Linked DNA regions of Sus scrofa: regions 2 and 3 are each linked to region 1. A link is a contact called in public Hi-C and HiChIP or PLAC-seq data. All regions are on one chromosome and are shown on one strand. The core of a region is the stretch at or near the end of the contact, and the rest is flanking DNA. Distances in the headings are between cores, read along the strand shown.

The links. A called contact is a pair of places that touch in the nucleus more often than the background predicts. HiChIP or PLAC-seq counts read pairs in DNA pulled down with a chosen protein or histone mark.
Region 2: a contact with region 1 is called in a Hi-C map of embryonic fibroblasts, with 2.8 times the contacts expected there. The contact joins the promoter of FANCB here to the promoter of PIGA in region 1. A contact is called at or near these places in 2 of 5 promoter capture datasets (fetal liver and liver), 1 of 47 Hi-C or Micro-C datasets (embryonic fibroblasts) and 1 of 2 datasets of contacts at active chromatin or transcription factors (alveolar macrophages).
Region 3: a contact with region 1 is called in an H3K27ac HiChIP or PLAC-seq map of alveolar macrophages. The contact joins the promoter of LOC100621626 here to the promoter of PIGA in region 1. A contact is called at or near these places in 1 of 5 promoter capture datasets (fetal liver) and 1 of 2 datasets of contacts at active chromatin or transcription factors (alveolar macrophages).

The regions. Positions count from the first base shown.
Region 1 is chrX:11,883,851-11,888,430 of Sscrofa11.1, forward strand. PIGA (phosphatidylinositol N-acetylglucosaminyltransferase subunit A) reads right to left here and starts at 2,669. Exons shown (of 5, transcript XM_013985923.2): 1 at 2,543-2,669. The coding sequence starts at 2,555.
Region 2 is chrX:11,407,022-11,411,601 of Sscrofa11.1, forward strand. It overlaps FANCB (Fanconi anemia group B protein), which reads right to left and starts at 1,937. Exons shown (of 9, transcript XM_021080514.1): 1 at 1,742-1,937. It overlaps MOSPD2 (motile sperm domain containing 2), which reads left to right and starts at 2,169. Exons shown (of 15, transcript NM_001195355.1): 1 at 2,169-2,290; 2 at 2,457-2,526. The coding sequence starts at 2,282.
Region 3 is chrX:12,221,682-12,226,261 of Sscrofa11.1, forward strand. LOC100621626 (carbonic anhydrase 5B, mitochondrial) reads left to right here and starts at 2,444. Exons shown (of 6, transcript XR_002340663.1): 1 at 2,444-2,686.

The DNA of each region.
Region 1 (4,580 bases), core at 1,419-3,918:
TAAATATGGTTTTCACGTTACTATAAACCTGTTTTCCCCCTGGAAATACAAAGCATATAATGAATTTATGAATTCAACAACCTTTGCTTGCTTAGCATTTACTATGGGCCATATAACAAAACTAGCTTCTGCAATGTCCTGGTATCTTTTTTTTTTTTTTTTTGTCTCTTGTCTTCATAGGGCCGCACCCACGGCACATGGAGGTTCCCAGGCTAGGGGTCGAATTGGAGCTGTAGCCGAGGGTCTATACCAGAACCATGGCAATGCCAGATCCCAGCCGCGTCTGCGACCTCCATCACAGCTCAGCTCATGGCAAGGCGGGGTCCTTAACCCACTTAGAGAGGCCAGGGATCAAACCCACAACCTCATGGTTCCTAGCTGGATTCGTTTCCGCTGTGCCATGACAGGAACTCCCCTTACATCTTAATTTTGCTCTAAAAACACTGCTACAGGATTTTAAATAATGTTTGTTACACCACATTATATAATAATTTGCCATGCTAACAAACCAGTACATTCTAATAATTAAATACATAGCTCTTTACAGGAAAAGTTTGTGAAGCTCATTCTAGAGCTTAGCCACCGACTCAATGAATCTCAAGTTCTGCTAGTATAAATTCTGTGGCTTATACTAAGATATACCTGGAGTTAGAACTTTCTTGTTCTTTTTTTTTTTTTAATGGCTGCACCCATGGTATATAGAAGTTCTCTGGTCAGGGACTGAATATGAGCCGTGGCTGGACCTATGCGGAATCCTTTAACCCACTAGGCCGGGCCTGGATGGAACCCGCACCTGCATAGCCACCCAAGCCACAGAAGTTGGATTCTTAATCCACTGTGCCACAGCATGAACGCCTAGAACGGTCTTTTAGAGCAGCTTTTTTTTTTTTTTTTTTTTTGTCTTTTTAGGGCCGCACACACGACACATGGATGTTCCCAGGCTTGGGGGCGAATCGGAGCTGCAGCTGCTGGCCACATCCACAGCCACGTGGGATCCGAGCTGCCTTTACGACCTACACCACAGCTCACAGCAACACTGGATCCTTAACCCACTGAGCAAGGTCAGGGATCAAACCTGTGTCCTCATGGATGCTAGGCAGATTCGTTTCCACTGAGCCGTGACGGGAACTCCAGAGAGCAGCTTTTTAAAGTGTCACCTGCAGCGCCGCCGCAGACCTCCACATTCTCCTTCCTTATTCAAGAATGATGACATCAAGCCGCTCCCTCCATTTTCTTAACCTTTGTTATTTTGGTTTTGCCTCCAGGAGCGTCCCTCCCTTCCGTCTGGAATCTGATCTAGAGATGCAAAGGGAGGGACCTGGGGCCATTTTCTCCATCTAAAGTAGATGTTCAGCTCAGGGGTTCCCAAGATCATCAGCACAAAATGGACGCTCAATATTCAGTATGATTATCAATGCTTAGCTGTTTAAAGCTAAAGAGAGGCTTGGAAAGTGAGTGAAACTCTTCCTCAGCTTTACACGTTGAGATTTCCATGCTTCCAGAAACTCAACTATTCAATGGGAAGCCATCCTTAGAACCTGAGTTTCCGATTTCACCACAAACTCAAAAAAAGCAAATTAACAGTCATCTTTACTTTAAAAATAGTCTTAGAAACACTCCATTATGTGTTTGTTGACCTGAATACTAATTGAGATTCACTACTACCAAATCATGACACTCTTCAAGTCTGCACTTTTAAGTCGTCCTCTGTGGTTTGTCACCTAATCCCGAATTTCCAGTTCCATTTAATTTTAAAAGATGAGCGATAATGAAAGCAGTTAATAAAGAACCAAATGAAATCATTTAAAGTTCTGTCATTAATCCGCAATATCTTGTGAGGAAATCAGCCTAACATCACGGCGTAAAAGCCCAACAAACGTCACAGTCACAGAACCTTAAGGTTTTAAAGCTGAAGAGAGGCTTAAAGAGCTACTGGATAGCTCTTATTTTACAAATGAGAAGTCACACAAGTTGAGCGATTTGTCCGAGGTCCCCACCCGGCCACTTAAGCGGCAAATGCGAGATGGTCATAAATACGGCCACGGCCACCGAGTCCCTGAACAGTCCTGAGGAGCAGAGAGTCCTGAGGAGCCTTAAACCTGGTGGAGCCTCGGAATCTAGGCGAAGGGGCTCTCACCCACCCCCAGGGAACCGTCCCGGCTTCACTCACTGAGCGGTTGCTGGGCAGCGCCAGGGCCAAAGAAGGGACGAAACGACTCAGTCAGCGATCCCGTCAGAGTCAGGCGGGGTCTCGCCAGGCCCCAAGAGGAAAAGGGCCAGAGAGTGGGCAAAAGGTTGAGGCCGGCGGTCCCGGAGCCGTTCGCTCTGCCCGCGTTAACCGTCGCAGAACCGGCTACAGCGCGGCCGCCGAAGCGCACCCTCATCCCCACTCGACTCCGAAGACCCTCGGTCCCCACTTCCGAGCCTTACACCGGGTCGGCTTCGCCCACTCCATCGTGGGCCACGCTCTCCTGGGGGCAGTTCAGTCCCAGCTAAAAGAGGCAGACAGTGGCTAGCCCGGGGAGGTCAAACGCGCACTTACCGGCTAGTCCCATGGCCGCCAGTGTCCGGACCTCCCGCGGCTGCAGCCGGAGTCCCACCCCGCTGCCCCGAAGCACCAATCCGGGGCGTCCGCGCCCGAGCGCCGCGCCCCCGAGAGGACCAATCACGAAGAGGCGCTGGGGTCACGTGCAGGAGAGACGCTCAGTTCCCCACCCGTCAGCGCGGGTTGCAACGTCAGCGCGCGCGTGCACATATCGCCACGATGTTCCGGAAGACTAGTTTTCTTTCGATGGAAAGCAGTAATCCTCTGTTTAACCTTTTATATGAATTCTTAATGTTGAGATTTTCTCAAAATTGGCCTTGGCCTCTTGCTAAACAAGGAGCCAGCCCACCAGGACCCTTCGACGGAGTAAAACCGGCACTCCCAGCGTGCTTCACAGGACCCTTCCGCGCTCCTGGGAGTTGTAGTCCCGTCGCCTCCGGAGGCGAATCCGAACTTAGAAAACTCATTCCCAGGATGCACCGCACTTCTAAACGCGGATCTTGCGGACGGGTGGGTTTGGTGCCTTGGTTGCCTAGTTACAGCGTCTCATTTTGGAAACCTGTTCTCTGTGGCTTCCAATTCAGACTTTTGGCTGAGAAGGCTACAGAAAGTCGGAGTCGTGGTGGCGTTTTGTTATTATCTGTGCCACAGCCGATTCCCCAGGTTCTTACCCCTCTGGTAGAATTGCCTGAGGTAATAAAGATACACAAATGTCAGGTCAATTTTTTAAATAATTTGAATATCAGATAAATAATTTTTTATGTTATGTCCCTAGTATCGGGGACTTTACTAAAAAATTATTCGTCGTTTATCTGAAATTCAAATTTAACTGGGCATCCTGTATTTTTTCTGGCAACTCTCCACTCTGGAGAAAAAATCTGAGGTCTGGCCTGAAGTATCAACTCCTGTTCAAACTGGTTCTACTGGCTATCATGGTGCTTGGCCAAGAGGGTAATGAATAAATGGGAGTGGTCTGGTGGTTATCCACCCCCTCACAGTTGGTACACGGAGTTCCCCGGTCAAGCAAATGCCTTTCTGAGCACCATCAACCACAGCTTCCAGCACCCATTTTAAGCCTGTAGAAAGCCTATTCATCCCTGAAAATTCCAGCTCCTTTGTGATGCCTTCCCCAAACCTCCAGAGAGAATTAAATCCTCCCTCTTTTATATTTTGATAGTACTTTGGCCATATGCTAGTAAAGCATTCATCAAGAGATGATTCAACTTGTTTGCCTGGCTGCTGCACCGCCACCCACACCCCCACTACCCCACCCCCCTTCTGCCTCAACGTAATCCTTGGAGACTTCTGTCTTCTTGGGATCTCACATGTACCTCTTTCTGAAAATTGGCAGTTGTATTTCCTTGTTAAATGTCTGCCCTCCCAGCCAGAGAGTAAGCTGAAGCAGGATCTGTTCCTGGTAATAGACACCAAATAAGTTTTTGTTGTGTTAATGAATTTATTCAGTACCTGCACAATTCCTGATACATATACCCAATTAAATGTATTGAAAAAAATTCAAGGGGTGTACCTTGTAAAAATTACAGCATACTGATATAAATAAAAGAGCATTTTGGTTGTAGTATTTGAAGTGTATTAATGAGTTAACTTTAATGAGTAAGGCTCAAGTGGGAATAGATACTCTGCCCTGTGTTAATATTGATGCATCAGAGAATAAAGATGATTTAGGCTCAAGAATACTTATTCAAGCTTATTAATTTGCAGTTGGCTTCACAGGTGGAAACAACCACTACCAGATGGTACAGCATTGCTTTGGTCTCCTTTTCATCTTTGCAATAGGTCTTAAGATAAAGAATATGGGCTGAAATTCTGGAGGGTATAAATGAGAGTTAAGCCTCATTTACTGAGCCCCTGGTTTGTCTCTGCCATAATTCTGATCACAACACACACTTGAAATTCCACCATGAATCTTGTAAGATCCTGATGCCAATACTTCAAAAAAAAACAAAAAACAAAAAACAAAAAAAAACTCGTGAGCTATTTTCAAAAGAGAATACATATTTTCTATCTTTCTCAT
Region 2 (4,580 bases), core at 687-3,186, 480 kb before region 1:
TGAGTTTGGAAAATGTGGCCTCTTACATTCTGTTCTGTTAATGGTATCACCAAGATCCTTAACTTAGAAACTTGTTTCTTCCAACTCTCTGTTCCAACTGCCACAATGGTTTAAGCTTTCATCACTCACCTGGGTTGCAGTAAAAGCCTTTTAACGTGTCCTCCCTACTCTCGTCTCTCTCCTCCAATATATCAAATTTATTTATGCTACTTCAGTTACTGTTCTAAAACACAAACTTGATCTCTGTTCCCTAATTCAAAAGTTTTTCATGCACCTACCTACCCCCCATCAACTTCCGACAGATCTATGATCCCTGAACCTGGAAAGACAGACACTAAACAATGTATATTGAATATATGGATGATGGATGACCAATAATGTAGAGATAAAAGGTTGCAAACCATTGCTATAAAGCTTGGCACGGCATTCAAAGTCCTAGTATAATCTTGACCCAACATGCTTTTAGCATGAGCTCTATGCAAACAACATTCTCATGGACATAAACTCAAATAGACTAAAAGACATAAATAGCTGTTACATGAAAGGTCATTTTTCAAATTTTGAAACAGTATTGTAAAACATGCACATTTTCAATGTAAGGTTTTTTGTTTGTTTTGTTTTTTGTCTTTTTAGGGCCGCACCTGAGGCACATGGAAGTTTCCAGGCTAGGGGTCAAATGGGAGCTGTAGCTGTGGGTCTACACCACAGCCACGGCAATACCAGATCCTTAAACCACTGAGCGAGGCCAGGGATCAAACTCACGTCCTCATGGATACTAGTCTGGTCCATTAACTGCTGAGCCACAACAGGAACTCCAATGCAAGTTATTTTAAATGGGCCATCTTTGGAGTTAAAAATTAGAAGCAATTAATATATTAATTTATAAATTTTTACCTCAAGCTTTTTGTAATCTCAAAGCTTATTGCATTCACATGTTTTATTTTATATTGAGGATACATTTTTAAAGTTCTTAGCATATGTTCATAAGATAAACCTTTAAGCCTATGAAATAAGTGGTAACTTTCTTTTCTCAGAAAGAAATGACCTGAAAACAAGTAAAACTAAGATTCAATTTAGAGGTTCTTAAACCAATACAAACAAGCTCTGATTAGTGTGGAGAAGAGAATATCACCATTGGGCAGTGGAGCCAGATAAAGACTGTAGCTATGTCTGAAATACTATTTCAGGGATGTGTTCAAATACTTTTTAAACAAAGTGGCTTTTCTCCCCATAAAAAGTCAAATATAAAAAACGTTTGGGGCAAAGCTCAAGTGTCCACCATGGCTGACTATGGATGGTGAGAATACGGGGATTGTTCTTTTCTTCTTATAATTTCTTTGTAGTTTTCAGCTGCGACAACCAAAAAGGTCTCCAGATGCTGCCAAAAGTTCCCTGGGAGACAAAATCGCCCTGGTTGAGAACTACATTAATAAACTGACAGACGCTTTCTAACTTTGACCTTTATATATCTGTCTTAAAGATTTCGAAGACACATCCTTTGTTAAATATCTCACACTCCAAGCGGGAAAGACGCTGCAGAGGTGAAGAAACTTTCAAGCGAAAAAATCCCCCAATAGAGCAAGCACTTGGTATCTAGCTATCCTTCCAGAGAATGACGAGCACAGGCCCCGGGACGCCCACTTCCTTCCCGCTCTTCCGTAACGAAGGGACTAGGAGAGCAAACCCAGCCCCGCCACCCCCTCGTTGAAGGTCAGGTCAGGGCACACACCGCCGAGTCTACCTCTGAGCTGGAGGTCCCGCGTCCCGCAGCCGCCGCGTCCCCGACGCCGCAAACAAGCACCAAGTAAGGAAGCTCCAAACCTCCCGCCCGCGCGCTGCATCTTGGGAGGCCCAGGCCCGAGGCTGCGTCCTGCGCGGAGGAGGCGGAGCCTGCCCTACAGCCCAGAGCACGGTTGCCAAGGGAGGCCGAGGAGGCGGGGCCTCCGGGGAATGTTGTGAAAACGAATGGCAGACGGAGCTCGCACGGGCGGAGCTTGGCTGGGGAAGCGCCCGCGATCCGCCGGCTGACGGTCGCGGGGTGGGGACCGAAAGAGAAGCGAATGGAAAGCCACGCTGAGGGCCTGGTACCGCCTGCAGACCCAGGCGGCCGCACTGGATTGGGCGGCGTGGCGGTGCTTCCGCCCGCCTTCCCTTGTCACGCGACCGCCTCCACGTCCCGCCCTTCCTTCTACCTACGGGCCGGCTTGGCTAGTGATGAGATATTTGGATCTCAGCTGTGGAAGCGGTGACGGCAGCTGCGATCACGTCCGCGAGCGCAACCATGGCCGAGGTGAGGAGCAGACCGCACCGTGTGCTGCCGCCCCCCCTCCCCAAAGCGGATCCGGAAGCCGCCTCTGAGGCCCGGGGGCCGCGCGCCCAGGTGCAGGTGGGCTGGGCTGAAGGGAAGTGGGGTGGTGCGCGTGGTGTCCGAGCGTTTTTTCGTGTCTCCCTTCTAGTACCAAGCCCAGAATAAACCCAAGCTCATCGCTGACGTCCGACGGAGGTTCGAAGCTGAGTATGTGGCAGGTGAGTTCTCGGCGTTAAGGCAGGTGTGCAGTGAGCGTCCCCAACTTTGCTGGGGATGTTTGAGGGTGTCTCCGTGGGAGGCGTTAGGGACCATTTCGGTCCTCACGGGGGACCGTGCGGTAAACGTTTCCAAGTTTTTTTCTCTGTAATATGGCACGTATACTGATTGGGCAACTGATACGCCCATTGCTTCCTAAAGGGTTAATGCAAGTTGGAAATTTGTGTTTCTAGCCTCTGGAGTTTCTGGAACTTGCAGGACACTTGACATTGCGCAGTCCACGTTTCCTCTGCTGACCTTTCACCAGCAAAAATCGAGAAAATGAACCTGAAAATGGCCGTAATACTATTCACGTGTACTTAATTGGGGATCCAGATTCCTTGGATATTTTGCTTAATTGCACTTCATACAACCCAGCACGCTATCCACAAAGTAGGCCTGCCTGTGCTGGAACTAGTTCTTATCTTTTCATCCCACACTGTACCTAGCAAAGTATCTGGGTGTCCAGAATTGATTTCTTAGGTGAACGTTCCGTGTCCTGATGTCATAGATACCTGAGTTGTCGGATATTTAAGTGTTGATTTCATCCTTGTATGGTAATTTTGAAAACCATGCAGGATAATTTATTATAAATATGGAGTAAATAGTCTAACCACTTAATAGCTTGCTTGTCTTTCCTGAGCCCCTGATTCCCTATCTGTGAAATTCAGATCATTAGGTTAGGCAGATTAAACAGAAGCATATATCAAAGTGTGTGGCACAGGCTTAGCACATAGTAGGCTCTCAGTATTTTGCCTCAGTAGTCGTTTTGGTTCCTGTGCAAGGAGTCCAGTTTCCATATCTTGACTCTAGTGCTGAGCAGAGGTTCCCTGAAACCTGAGACTGCCCTAGATTACATGTCAGTTGATGACCTAGAACAAATAAAGAAATCTGTTCCGAATAACTTGGTAAGTCTTTTAATCCCTCCCTGTCAGTTTTCTTCACGTCCCAAACATTGTACCAGAGAGTTGCAAAAGCACTCTGTTCACTTTTAGCCCAGAGATCTCATTTCTAATAATATAACTACTTCCAGGAAAGACAGAATTCTGGAGGTATGTTCTATAGAAATGTAACTCTCATAGCTGCAAGGTTTATAATATTTTAAGAAGTGACCCAGAACTTGAGCTAGTGTGCTCCCCAAGAGTTACTTACTTGTGCCCAACGGAGGAAGCAGAATAGAGTCAGAAATTGAGCAGTAGGTAAGATCTTAAAGGTCTCATTGGTCCAGCCTTCTCAGTTTTCCAGTGAGAAAAGTAAGGTCTAGAGAGATTAAGTGATTTGCTCCAAGTCCCTGGTGTTAGTGGCTAGGCCAGGGCTGGCGAATTCACTGTAGAAATCTTTTGGTAACACCATCATGTCTAATTAAATTGTCACTTCTCAGCTTGAACAAACCCCTGTCGTACCTTGCCACTGTGTCTAGAATAAAAATCCCAGTTCTTTATGGTGGCTTACAGTGCAAGGCCATGCCCACCCCTCCATCCTCACTTGTTGCTACTCTTCTTGCTTGGTACACTTTTCGCCACCGCCTACAGTAAGAAACATGTTATACATTGCAACCAAGTACACGCTCACATGCATACGTGACCGAAGCAAAAGTTCATTAAGGAATACTTAGGCTGGAAACCTATGGCCCCCGATACAGTGACCCACAAAATTGACATTACAACCTACAAACATGACCCACAGTTGGAAAAACATGACCAGCCACACTGTTTCTTTGATGCTCTTCAAACAGACGGAGTCGCTTTCCTTCTCCGAACCTCTCCACTTCTCTCTGCCTAGAAGGCTCTTGACAGGTAGTGAGCACAGCCAGGTTCTCCTTTTCTTTTCCATCTTGGTTTAAATGTGTCAGAGAGGCCTTTGCCAATTATTAAATAGCCTCCCTGTCTTGTCTCCTTTCCAGCTCTTACCGTAACCTGTAATTATCTGGTTCATTTGTTTACTGTCCATTTCCTGCAGTAGAATATATTTGAGTCCGGGGCAACCTGTGGGCATTGAGGGCCGGGTCTGACTCACC
Region 3 (4,580 bases), core at 1,194-3,693, 340 kb after region 1:
TCCTTGAGGCATGTAAATCAATGAAACTGGAACACACCCTCCCGCCATGCACAAAAATAAACTCAAAATGGCTTAAGGACTCAAACATAAGATAAGACACCATCAAATTCGTAGAAGAGAACATAGGCAAGACATTCTCTGACATCAACCTTACAAATGTGTTTTTAGGTCTCCCAAGGCAACAGAAATAAAAGTAAAAATAAACCAATGGGACCTAATCAAATGGACAAGCTTTTGCACAGCAAAGGAAACCATAAAAAACAACAACAAAAAGACAACCTATGGAATGGGAGAAAATAGTTTCAAACGATGCAACAGACAAGGGCTTAATGTCTAAAATATACAAACAACTTATACAACTCAACAGCAAAAAAGCCAACAACCCAATGGAAAAATGGTCAAAAGATCTGAATAGACATTTCTTCAGAGAAGATATACAGACAGCCAACAAGCACATGAAAAAATGCTCAACAGCACTGATTATTAGAGAACTGCGAATCAAAACTACTATAAGGTACCACACCTCACATCTGTCAGAATGGCCATTGTTAATAAGTCCACAAGTAACAAATGCTGGAGAGGGTGTGGAGAAAAGGGAACCCTCCTACACTGTTGGTGGGAATATAAATTGGCACAACCTCTATGGAAAACAGGATGGAGGTACTTCAGAAAACTAAATCTAGAACTATGACCCAGCAATCCCATTCTTGGGCATATACCCAGAAAAAACTTTCTTTAAGAAAGATACATGCACCTGTATATTCACTGCAGCACTATTCACAACAGCCAAGACATGGAAACAACCCAAATGTCCATCGCCAGATGAATGGATTAAGAAGATGTGGTGTATATATACACAATGGAATACTACTCGGCCATAAAAAAGAACAAAATAATGCCAGCAACATGAATGGAGCTAGAGACTCATATGAAGTGAATTAAGTCAGAAAGAGAAAGACAAATACCATATGATATCACTCATATCCGGAATCTAATACACAGCACAAATGACCTTTCCACAGAAAAGAAACTCATGGACATGGAAAACAGATTTGTGGTTGTCAAGGGGGAGGGAGTGGGATGGACCAGGAATATGGGGTTCACACATGCAAACTATTGCCTTTGGAATGGATAAACAATGAGATCCTGCTGTATAGCACTGGGAACTCTATCTAATCACTTATGATGGAGCATGATAATATGACAAAAAGAATGTATACATGTATGTGTGACTGGGTCACCTTGCTGTACAGTAAGTAGAAAATTGACAGAACACTGTAAATCAGCTATGATGGAAAAAATTAAAATCATTAAACAAATTTTAAAAATAAAATAGAAAAAAACAAAAAAGTTTCCTTGGTAAATATTCTTTACTAATTCTGTCAGATTTAGCTACTATTTTCTAAGAGGGGAGGATTAAAGTATTATGGATTTTAAGGAAAAATTGTGAATTTGTCCCTGCGAGTCTGAACATGTTTGTTACATATTTGTTTTACATATTATATTTACATATTTTAGGCAATGTTTTTGGTACATACATGTTGACGCTTTTTCTTCTGTCGGATTGTTTATCAGTAGATAGTCTTTTTCTTTTAATGCTTATTCTTTTATTTGTCTGATATGAATATTAATATACCAGCTTTCTTTCAGTGAATATTTACTTTTTTTTCTTTTGCTTCATTTTTAACTTTTCCAGGAGTTTTTGTTTTGGCATTTCTTTTTTTGTGTTTGAGAATAAAGATGATTTAAAAAAAACAAAACTCCTTTAGGTTTGCTCTGTCACTGGAACACAGTACTCCATAAACAGGATTTCAATGAATAACTAAATGGCTCATGGAAAGGGCCCTTTCCCTAGGAGTGCCATTCAGAGACTTTTGGACAGGAAAAAAAAGCTGGTAATAATAACCTCCTCACATTTTTCCTGTGGACCCAGAATTGTAAATGAAGTAAAGAAGATTAATCTCGGAGCAAGGGGCAGAGATCTTAAGTGTGGTGTTGTTGTCTCCACAGGCCCTAGACTGCAGGAGGGCACTAGGTGCCTAGGAAAAGTCGTGTGAAGGCGACATCAGGAAGTAGAAGGGTGTGCTTACTGCGTGCAGCCAGCTAGCATTTAAAGTCAGCTGAGGAGCTGGTAGGAACACAGTTCCAGTTGGTCCTCAGTTATGTTTCCTATCTGGTTTCTGCTCCTAGAGATGTGGTGTTTGGAACTGGGAAAAATATGAAGAAAGACTGTTTTTAGACGGGGATCAGATATATGCAGGCTTGTTTCACTCTATAAATGGCTCTGACATCTAGCTCTGAGACCTGGGCGACTTAGTTCGGGAAATTCGTGGGCCCTGGCTGTTCCACTCCGGCTTCCCAGGACCAGGCTCCGCCTGCAGAGGGAGAGCAGGAGGCGTGGACCTGGCCAGTGTGCAACTACAAGTGGATGGTCTGAGAATGCGGTGAGCAGCCGTGACGGAAGTGTAGGGAAATGCGCACGCGCGGAGTGAGGGTGCCCAACAAGGATCTCAAGATCTTAAGGTGGGGTGTGCGCTGAGCGCTGGGATTGGCCAAGACAAAGGAGAGGAGAACTTAGAAGAGAAAAAATGGGGCCCAGGACTGAGGGGCGGGGCCTGGACACCGTGGGAAGGAGCGTCAGCGACGGCAAACGTCGAGAGGGGCGTGGCCTAGGCCGAGCCAAGCGGTAAGCCCTGAAATTGTGGGACTTAGGCCGTGAAGAGCGTGGCGCAGCTGCCCGTAAGGGCAAGGCAGATTCGGTCGAGATTGCGGGAGCGGGGAGCTCTGGCAGAGAACGGAGGAATTACCAGAGTGGAAAGCCAAGAGAGGGACACAAGGGAGGAGCTTGGGGTCTGCGCAAGGAGTGTGGCCCGGAGGATAAGGGGAAAGCGCAAGGAAGAAGGGTCCAGGGGCGTGGACGCCGATGGAAAGGCGGTCCCAGGGGTAGTGTAGGGGACGCGAGTGACGTAACAAAAAGGACGGCCCTGTGTAGGTGCAGCGTAAGAACGTACCTTGAACGTGGGGACGCGGCGCGTCCCTGGGGGTGTGGCTTTGCTGCACTCAGGGGGTTCGACAAAGATGGCCCAGCTCCAAGTAGGGATGGGCCTGAGCGGAGGCCAGGGGCGGGACCAAGTTAGCGCGCAGGCGCTTGAGTGGAGCGGGATGCCCGCAGCCATGGCAGCACAGACGTAGTTGGGGCGGAGGGCAGGCGCAGACCCGGACCCTGGCTCGTCGGAAAACAAGTTCGGGTTCCGACGCGGGGAGTTTTGCCGGAGCAGTACTTCAGGCTTTGTCAGGACGTGGGCCGGGCGAACGAAGGCGTGACGTGATTGCGTATATGACGTGTGACGTAAGGGGCGGGACGAGGGGCGTGTTCAATATGGCCGCGCACATTAGCCGCTTCTGGTAGCTAACAGAGGGGTTTACGGTCAGCTAAACATTCTGGTAAGGTCGGATCGCGATATGGAGCGTGGACAGCAGGGGAACCTAGCCTAGCAAAGAGAACAGGCACCCTCCTGCACACGACCAGGTGCTGCACTGGGCCCTGGAACGAGGACAGGTGTTGGTCCCGCCAGGATGTGGGGGAAGAGGCAGGGAATTGCTCCTTTCCTACTCTCAACCCTTTTCCTCCGCTATGAGGTCTTCAGAAAACCACACCGCGTCCGGGTTTTGTGCATTTAACGGTAGAGCAGCTGTTAGAGAATTTTGGAAGTGGGGGACTTGCGGTTTTAGAAACCGGGGCACAGCAAGCTGGCATTCACTACGATCTGCATTGTTGACCTTTTCCCTGGCTATGCCAAGGGCTACGGACGGACTCGCAACCAACCCCAGGGCAAGGGATCAGCGCCGTGTCGTGTGGACACATCTGAGCCTTCTCTCCTCCTCGGTTATTTTTCCTTTCCTTTTCCTTTTGTACCCCAGCCCAGAACTAGAGGGGGGAAGAACTTACAAAATAACGTTGTTAGTGGTTGTGATTCTTTCTGGCATGAATTAAAAAATAAAAGTTACAGCTTTGAGGATGCTGGGAAGTCGTTATTATTAATGTGTAGTTCCCTAGCATTTATTTTTGCTGAGGAAGCTTGAAAAATATGGGGAGATAATGAAGATGTGTACATTTTATTTTGGTTAGAACTCAATTCTTTGTCAACCACTGTAAACCCCATTGCTTTCTCTTTCTTCTTCATCCTTTTGCTGACAGTGTGGCCATCACTCTGCTGTTTGAAGGTCTTGCTGGAATAGGAGAGAAGTCAGAAATTTCTGGTGAAAGAAGCTGCTCCACACACTACCATAAGCTAACCCTGCACATCCGTCAGAGGGGTCTGTGTTCTCAGCCTGCACTGAGGACCGCAGTGCACCATAGTTCACCCTGATAAGGAACTACACTGTTCTTGAATATTTTGGAAATGAAAACTTTTCAACTTTATAAGGCTTTCCTACTTAGCTCAGAAATTGTAAATGCAATACCAGGTCTGAAATTCACATAAAGACCAAATGCAGCAAGGGCATCATTTCTGGGCCTGTACACACCTGCTCTGTTAGCCCTGGAGCAAGGTAAAACCCTCCACTCAGGGTTGAAACAC